Linked DNA regions of Sus scrofa: region 1 is linked to region 2. A link is a contact called in public Hi-C data. All regions are on one chromosome and are shown on one strand. Each heading gives the region's core, a stretch centred on a gene start, on an enhancer-like site or on the middle of the called end of the contact. The rest is flanking DNA. Distances are from core to core; before and after follow the strand shown.

Evidence for each region. A called contact is a pair of places that touch in the nucleus more often than the background predicts.
Region 1: a contact with region 2 is called in a Hi-C map of skeletal muscle, with 5 times the contacts expected there. The contact joins the promoter of GPR108 here to the promoter of EVI5L in region 2. A contact is called at or near these places in 3 of 47 Hi-C or Micro-C datasets (heart right ventricle, retroperitoneal adipose tissue and skeletal muscle).

The regions. Positions count from the first base shown.
Region 1 is chr2:72,415,996-72,420,146 of Sscrofa11.1, forward strand. GPR108 (protein GPR108) reads left to right here and starts at 2,226. Exons shown (of 18, transcript XM_021083982.1): 1 at 2,226-2,395; 2 at 3,154-3,273. The coding sequence starts at 2,276. It overlaps TRIP10 (cdc42-interacting protein 4), which reads right to left and starts at 151. Exons shown (of 15, transcript XM_005654730.3): 1 at 19-151. The coding sequence starts at 42.
Region 2 is chr2:71,364,365-71,368,821 of Sscrofa11.1, forward strand. It overlaps EVI5L (EVI5-like protein), which reads right to left and starts at 1,472. Exons shown (of 19, transcript XM_013994706.2): 1 at 1,289-1,472.

The DNA of each region.
Region 1 (4,151 bases), core at 976-3,475, 1.1 Mb after region 2:
AGGGAGGATCGGACTCACCCACAGTTCGGTGCCCCAATCCATGCTGCTCTCGCCTATGCCGACGCAACCGCCGCACCCGGTCCCCGCCGCCCGACGCCCGCCGCCCGCCGTCCGCCGTAAGCGGCCGGGAGACTCAGCCCAGGGCGGTGAGCCCGGCCCCGCCCCGCTAAGGCCACGCCCACTCCAGACTCCGTCACGCCCCCATAGACTCAGCCACGCCCCCGCACGGAGCCCCCGCATAGCCCACGGAAGGTGGGGGCTCACAAGGAGGCGGGGCCCGAAGGACGCCCCGCCCCCTCTTAAAGGACCGTCGCCACCCGACGCCACTGGACCGACCCCTTTAAAGGACCCCCACCCATTTTCCAAATCCCCTGGGACCCTCTTGTCCTCCCAACCCTTGCCCCCGCCCTAGTCTGTTTTTCCTTTCCTCTTTTCTTTCAACTATTCCTTAAAGGGCCAAGACACTAAAATCCCAACTCACGAGGTCCTTCCTCGACCCCGTCGCAGGGAGAACTTGAGGTCACCCGGCTCTTGCGGGCCGGCCCGGCTCCAGACGGCTATGCTTGTCCCACTAATGGCCTAGTCCCTCCGGCCGCAGAGCGGATGGGAGGATTTCGATCCTGCCTAGGATGTGCCTCGGCCAAGACCGGGTCCATTAGCGCCCCCACCGCATCCTGCCTCTCTCTCCAAAGTCTGCGCCGGGAAACTGAGGACGGGTTGTCCTTGGGGCGCTGGGCCCAAGCCTTTCCCCATCTGCTGTCCGGTTCGGTTCGTACTTGCACCTGCCCATTTTCCAGTCGCATGCATTAAGGCCCAATCAGGTTTAAAAGTCTCCAAATCCTAGGATTCCGACAATGTCTCCTTTCTCCCCTCCAACCCCCTTGCCCTGGGGCTTGGAAGTCCGTCGCCTCTCATAAAAGTCTGTTCACACCTTGTTAATTCCTTTGAGGCACTGGGATAAAAGGGGAGAAATCTCTGCAGCAACCTCTTTCATCCTCTCCTGCTTTAGGTGCTTTCTCTTTGGCTACAGAGGTGACAGCCGCCCTGCTGGGGCTGGGGGCCCCGAGCCCCCAGGGCAGGTTAGGCTCTGAGTCCGCAGGCTCCCTGTACACAGGTGGGAAGCCCAGGAGGATAGCTCCAGGAGCCCACACTGGGACAGATGGCTCTACGGGGACCTGGCCCCACCTGCTGGTGGCTTGTGAGTTAGAAAACCTGAAATTGTAAAGTGGACCTGTGTTCCAGAGGTTAAAGGATCAGGAACTCAGTCAGGACCTCGGCCTGGGATCTGGGACTCAGTTGCTCAGCCTGAGAGTAGGGTCTCAACCTCTAACTGAAATTGGGATTGATCTCAAGTCCTCATCACAGTTGGGATAGGGTCTGGGATCAGAGCCTTAGCAGAAGGGTCAGCCACCCAAATGAAGGCCTCAGATTCAGACTGAGGTCCAGGGATCAGTCCTTATCTGAAGTCAGGGGTTAGTCCTAATCTGAGGTCAGAGCTCAGTCCAGGTGGAAGCTCAACCAGGTATAGGTTGAGGGTAAAAACGGGTGGGGGAGTCAGGGTTTCAGGCTGAGGTCAGGGCTCAGCCTGAGACAAGACTAGCCTGGAACCTGGGGGTGAGCCTCCAGTTGCCTCACTCCAGGATAGAAGCGTCCACCTAAGGCTGGGAATTCAGCCTGGGATCATAGGTCACCCAAGGGTCAAGATTTAGCTTGGGGCTAGGTTTTGGCCTCTCCGTGGATCAGGAAGATTAGGAGAGAAGATAGGCTTCAGCAAATGCATGTGTTTACCAAAAGCCTGAACTTTGGCTGGGAGCCACATCCCTGGGGTACAAAGGGGAAGTCCGTCCTTAGGGATACTGGGAAATGTAGTTTATTGAAGGCTCCCAATGAGCCGTCTGCTACCCCTCCGTTTTGGGTAATGTAGTTCTGAACTGGTCAGTCAGTTAAGGGTGGATGGAGGAATTCCCCTTTGGGGGCCGGATATCAGATCCATCACAATTGGTTGGAGGGTCTGTTTATCAAATTACATCAGGGACAATCCTTCTAGTGATTGGTGAGAGTGGAGGCGGGATTAACTGACATCAGCATTCCCATTCGGAACCGGTGCTGTCCATTTGGTGTCGTAAAGGGGGCGGCCTCGAGAGGAGAAGATCGATGATTGGTTGAGCGGGCCGAAAATGCCAAAGAGTCGGCCCCCACCGTACGGCGATTGGTTCACCGGTAGGCGGGCCTGGAGGCGTCAGAGGCGGTATCAGGGGAGGCGGTGGCTCCAGAGATGGCAGTGAGCGAGAGGAGGGGGCTCGCCCGCGGGAGACCCGCGGAGTGGGGCCAGCGGCTCTTTCTGCTGCTGCTGTTAGGAGGCTGCTCTGGGCGCATCCACCGGCTGACGCTGACGGTGAGTCCTGCCGCGCAGCAGTCTTGAGTGGGGGACGCAGCTTTAGCCTGGAGAAGCCCCTGGCTTGGAGTGGTCTCGTCCTACCTCCCCCGCTCCTTACACGGGATGGAGCGGTCCGGCGCCCCCCGCGTCCAGGCCCGAAGTGGCCTCGTCCGAGGATCCCCCTCAATCCTCCCTTTGGAGTTGCCTGGCCGGCTGTGAGGGGGTCGTGCCCCGCCCACGGCTTGGGGCGGGGCTTCATCTCCGGGGACCCAGGACTCAGAGCCCTGTAAATTCTGGGGATCCATTTGGGGGCGCCAGGGGCCCTTAACACCGCCCAGGGAAGTCCCTGGGGGTTCTAGACTGGAGTCCTCTGAGTACTTATCGAGATCTTGGAGGCTCAGTTGAAATCTCTGCACTCTAGGGGCTCAGCTGGAATCAAAAAATTTTCTGGGAGGTGAGGGCCAGGCACTCCAAGATTCGTAACTCTGCTCTCCGGGTGGTACTCATCCAGTGGAGGGACTTCCAGGGGTCCCAGACTTTCTCTTCCTAGACTCTGAAAAGTGGCCAGAGGATCCGGGGCCACTCTGTCCCTTCCTGAGATTGGGGTCACAGCCTCCAGGGGTGGCCCTCTCAGCCTCTTCTGTCACCCTTTGGACCCGTCCTAAATCTAGGCATACCAGGAGGTGACCACAGCCCTTGGGGAAACCTCGTGCCACAACTCTGGGGCTGGGCTAGTGGGAAGTCTCAGCTGCTTCTGTCTCCTTCATCGCCGGCAGGGGGAGAAGCGAGCCGACATCCAGCTGAACAGCTTTGGCTTCTACACCAACGGCTCTCTGGAGGTAGACCTGAGCCTCCTGCGGCTGGGCCTCCAGGAGACAGAAGAGAAAGCTCCGCTGGTGAGGGGCTTTGAGGAGTGCGGTACTGGAGGAGGGAGAGGTGCAGAAGTTTCTGGGCTTCTCCCCCACAACCCCCCCCCCCCAGCTCTGGATTCCCATCCTAGCTATGCCTCTCACCCGTGTGATCTTGGGCAAGTCCCTTGGCCTCTCTTTCCTCATCTATAACATGGGAATAATAATATTTCCTGCAATATGTGCTAGGCACTGAGCCGGAGAGGGGTGGGGAGGGGAGCATGCCAGTGAACAAGACAGCCCAGTTCCTTGAATCAAATGAGTAGCTAAGAGTTCCTATTGTGGCTCAGCACGTTTCGAATCTAGCTAGTATCCACAAGGATTTGGGTTCGATCCCTGGCCTCACTCAGTGGGTTAAGGATCTGTCATTACTGCATGCTATGGTGTAGGTCACAGACACAGCTCGTCTCTGGCATGGCTGTGGCTGTGGTGTAGACCAGCAGCTGCAGCTCCAATTTGACCCCTATATGCTGTGGGTGCAGCCCTAAAATAAGAGAGAGAGAGTAGTTAGTGTTTATTGTACCCGCTGTGAACCAGGTACCATGCAGATCAATTTCCATGGGTTGGTTCCTACACAGCTGCCTCTCGGGGATGCTGTGAGAAGATTACACCTGCCAACTCAGTTTTACAGGTGTTTACACAGACCCAGAGGTATGTGGCTTGCTTAGAGTCCCAGAGCCTGGTTGTAAATCCCTGTGTGCTGGACTCCAGAGCCCAAGGCAGGATACCACAAACATTCTATTTAATTTATTTTTTACCTCAGCAATTTAAATAGTGGGACAGAGGGCGAGCTAGGTCCAGAGGGCCAGCGCAGGTCTCCCTGAGGAAGTGACATCCCGTTTGGGTGGCACAGATCGCCAGGAGTT
Region 2 (4,457 bases), core at 222-2,721:
AAGGGCAAAGTGGTGAGAAATAGACAAGGGGGAAGAGGCCTAGGGCAGGTGTCCACCAGGGTACTGGGAGATTCTGGGTCACTCTGCCACCTCCAGGACCCCAGAGAGGGAGTGGGCTAGGGAGGTTGGTGTGTTGGGAAGGCTGGGTAGCTGCCTGAGTCTCTGCCTGAGCTGGGAGCTCTTGGTCCAAGGAGGAGGCATGCTAAAGCGCTGAAGAGCCCTGTGAATGTGGGTGTGTTGGGAGAGGGTCCCAGTTGCCTGGGTCTGTGTTGAGGATAAAAGTGTCTGACCCTGTGTGTGTGTGTCCATGTCAGGGGCTCCTGAATGTCTGTGTGTGAGGGGTCCAGGGTCTGTCCGTATGAGTTGTTGGGGGTATATGGGTACTGATTTGTTGGGTCCCAGGTGTGTGTGGCATGCGCACACCTGAATGTGTGAGTGGGGCCCTCTGAAAGGTGTGTGTCCTTAGGTGGGGGAGGGGGTTCAGAACATCTGTAGGGAGGTCCTGAGCATGAGGTGAAGGTGGATTTTCAGGAAGCAGTGATCAAGACAAGTCAAGATCAGGGCTGTATGTGGAGCTATTGGAGTGTGCTGAAAGACCCCAGGAGTGGCTTTCAGGGGTGCCCTTGGCCATGGGGCTGCTGGGAGTGGCAGATGGGCAATCAGGCTGAGGTGAGGCCTGTGAGCAGAAATCCTGATTTACAGAGACTGGAGAGGGGGGTCCTGTGGGGTCAGAAGGCTCCAAGGCTGGTATCCTTGGGGATGGGGGTACGTCTGAGCCCAGAGATAGGATGTGAAGTGAGGGGAGGGACGGCGTGGCAAGGGGGTCTACAGATGAGAGGGGAACCTGAGGGGTTGGGACAGAGGGAGGGCGGGGGTCCTCCGCTTCCTGGAGGGCGCTTGTAGGGGGCGGGTCTGCGGGGTGGGGGCAGAGGGAGCCCTGAAGAGACCGGGAAGGGGTCCTGAGGGTCAGTAGAGAGGGTGGTCAGGGGTTACGGGCCCGAGGAAGCTTCTGGGGAGGGGGCTGCGCCGCGGAGGAGGACGCCCGGAGGTGTCGGAGGTGTCGGGGAAGGGCCCCTGAGGGTCGGGAAGCGTCGGGAACGAGGGTGGGCAGGGGCCGGGGCCCGAGGTTGACGGCCAGGGTCCGTGCTAGGAGTGCCAAGGGGTCCCAGCGCGGGTTCTGGGGAGAGGGGGCCCTGAGTCCCGATCTTGCCCGGCCCCCGCGGGCCGCAGCGCGGAGCCGCGGGCCTGAGAAGGCGCCTGGGAGGCCTGGCCCGCGCCGCCTACCTACCTGCGCCGAGCGCGCCGCCATCGCCGTGCCGAGCCTAGCCGTCCCCGGCCGCGCCGCCGGATCCCCGCCGCGCCGCTCACCCCGCAGCCCCGGCCCGGCCCCTTCAGCCGCCCCCCGGGACCGCGGCCGCCGCCGGCTCCGCCGCTGCCATTTCACCCGCTGACAGGAGCCGCTGCCCCACCCCCGAGGCCCAGTCAGCCAATTCGCCGCCCCAAGGAACTCCGGCTCCGCCCATTGGCCAGGAGTGACGGTGTTCCTGGCCAATCCGTGCACATTCCGTAAGGAGGGCCCTGGCTACGGCCAGAAGGTTGACTCCTTTAAGGAGAGAAGCGAATTAAACTTAGGGAAGCAGTGAGGGACGGGTGGTTTTGCCTATCGGAATGTGGAATCCTGGTGATCAACACATGGCAGGGCCAATAGCGAGGAGAGAGGGGTGTGTCTCTGAGGGAAGGCTGAGTCCCTAAGGAACCCCAGACAGGGGCAGGCAAGCGTTTGGGTCTAAGCCCCGCCCAGAACCGGGCTTTTTGGCCCAATAACGAGACGTCCTGGGACGGCCATTATTATCTGCCCCTCAAACCTTGGCCATGGCAACTGTTGGGCCTCTATAAAGAAGAATGACACCCAGGGAGCCAATGACACTGAAGGAGGGCGGTGAAGGGACGCTCTCTGGCCAATGAGTTCGTGAGATTGATCTGAGGTTGGCCTCCGGGGCGGTGGGGCTTGGGGCTTGAGGCTTGGAGTGAATGAAATAGGGGCGGGGCTGAGAGGGGCGTGGCCTAGATCATCGTTGGGGCGGGGGCAGATAAGGTAGAGGCTAAAGGGTTGGGTCCGGGAAGGGGGGTTGCCAGAAATCCCTAAGGCGGCGGGGAGGTGGTGGGACTGCAGCTTCACTAACTCCAACTCGGTGCTAGCGGTGGGGCTTTTGGGGTTGGGGTGTCACACCAAAGACTCAGGCAGGTCCCCTGCCCTCGTCTAGTCAGGGTTAAGTATATTCTCTGAGGCTGAGAATCTTGTTCCCGCATTAAACTCTGAGCACGCTTTTATCCTTGCTTGGGACACGGCCCTCCCATCCCCCACCCCATCTAGACGGGGTGTGTGTGGAATGCAGGACCTAGGTCAGGTCTCCTCGGGATCCCCAGCGTTTCTGAGAAGGGGCCCAGCCCATGGGAACTGCTTGTAACTGATGAATGAGCGAATGGCAGGCCAAGACCCTATCAACAGGAAAAGGAAGTTTAGGGGACGATCAAAACAGGCTGGCCCCTTGTGGGGCATTAGAAGCAGTTACTGATAGCCGGCAAGACTTAGCAAAAATGACACATTTCCACCTGTCACAGAAGAGAGAGTGACACGGTAAGTTCACAATGGAGGCTGGAAGTGGGGAGACGGACATGGAAACGAGAGGGCTGGAACCCAGAGTGGGGAGTGTCAGGACCTTCTGAGGTTTGAGGTCTCAACCTTCTAAATAGTGGGTAGGGGGGGTTCTTCTGGTTTGGGGAACAATGAATGACACCCAGCCACATTCCCTGCCTCTGTCCATCTGTCGCTGCATCTTTCTACACTCTGTACCATCTACAGTGTGTCTGTCTCCTCTCTCTGTCCCTGTTTCCTCTCTTAATATGTCTACCTACACCTTCTCTGCCCCTGTCTACACTCCCTCTCCCTATGTCTTCCTTCCCTCCCTCTCTCTTACTATCTACACTGCATCTATTAAAATTCTGTAACTGCAAAGAAAAGCCTCAAAACATATTTCTAAAAACTTGGTGGTAAAAATAAATATAATGCATTCCTTCTCTCCCACATGCCCATATCCCCAATATCCTATTATTATTATTATTTTTTTGTCTTTTTGTCTTTTGTTGTTGTTGTTGTTGTTGTTGTTGTTGTTGTTGCTATTTCTTGGGCCGCTCCCGCGGCATATGGAGTTTCCCAGGCTAGGGGTTGAATCGGAGCTGTAGCCACCGCCCTACGCCAGAGCCACAGCAACGCGGGATCCGAGCCACGTCTGCAACCTACACCACAGCTCATGGCAACGCCGGATCGTTAACCCACTAAGCAAGGGCAGGGACCGAACCCGCAACCTCATGGTTCCTAGTCGGATTCGTTAACCACTGCGCCACGACGGGAAATCCCTATTATTTTTTTTTAAAGAACGTTCCTTTGACTCCCTTTTTTTTCCTCTTTTGCTTTTTAGGGCCGCACCTGCAGCATATGGAGATTCCCAGTCTAGGGGTCTCATTGGAGCTACAGCTGCAGGCTTACACCACAGCCACAGCAACACCAGATCCACTGAGTGAGGACAGGGATCAAATCCCCAACCTCATGGTTCCTAGTTGGATTTATTTCCACTGTGCCACTACGGGAACTCCTGCCTCCCTTCTTTTATTTAAACATTTTATTTTATTTCATTTTTTGTCTTTTCTAGGGCCACACCCTCGGCATATGGATTTTCCCAGGCTAGGGGTCCAATAGGAGCTGTAGCTGCCGGCCTATGCCACAGCCACAGCAACCCGGGATCCTTAACCCACTGAGCAAGGCCAGGGATTGAACCTGAAACCTCATGGTTCCTAGTCGGATTCCTTAACCACTGAGCCACGACGGGAACTCCTGGCCACCCTTCTTTTAAAGCCAGCTTATGTGCTGGACATTTCATAGTGCTGACAAAGTCAGAGGGTGATCTTGGATTTGCAGAGTATGAGGCTGAAGTGAATCTCGTGGACCTTGTCCCCATTCCTGGGTGGACTTGGGAGCTGGGGAGGGGCCCTGTGGACATGATTGGAGATGGGATGCATGGTGTTAAATCAGGAAGGCAAGAGGGACACCAGTGTGTGGTGAGGGCCAAGTCATCACTATGGGACAAACTCTGACAACCTGGCTGCCCATGGTCCCTCAGTGTGGAAGTGCTGAGGAACCATAATAAAGGACAAAATCTTGGGGTTCGACCTCAGGGCAGAAGAGTTTGGTGTGAGCCACAACTACCAAGGAACAGAAAAACCTGGACTGCTCCTGGAGTTGGGAGACAGAGAGGCCTCAGAGGCACAAGCCTGGGTGGGGTCCAGGGCTGCACAGAAAGAGGTCATGGCCAGATTGTTTTGGGGGGCTTTCTTAGAAACTAGTGGTGTCTAGTGTCTGGGGAATAAAATTAAACACCAGGAAGATACACAGGGCATTT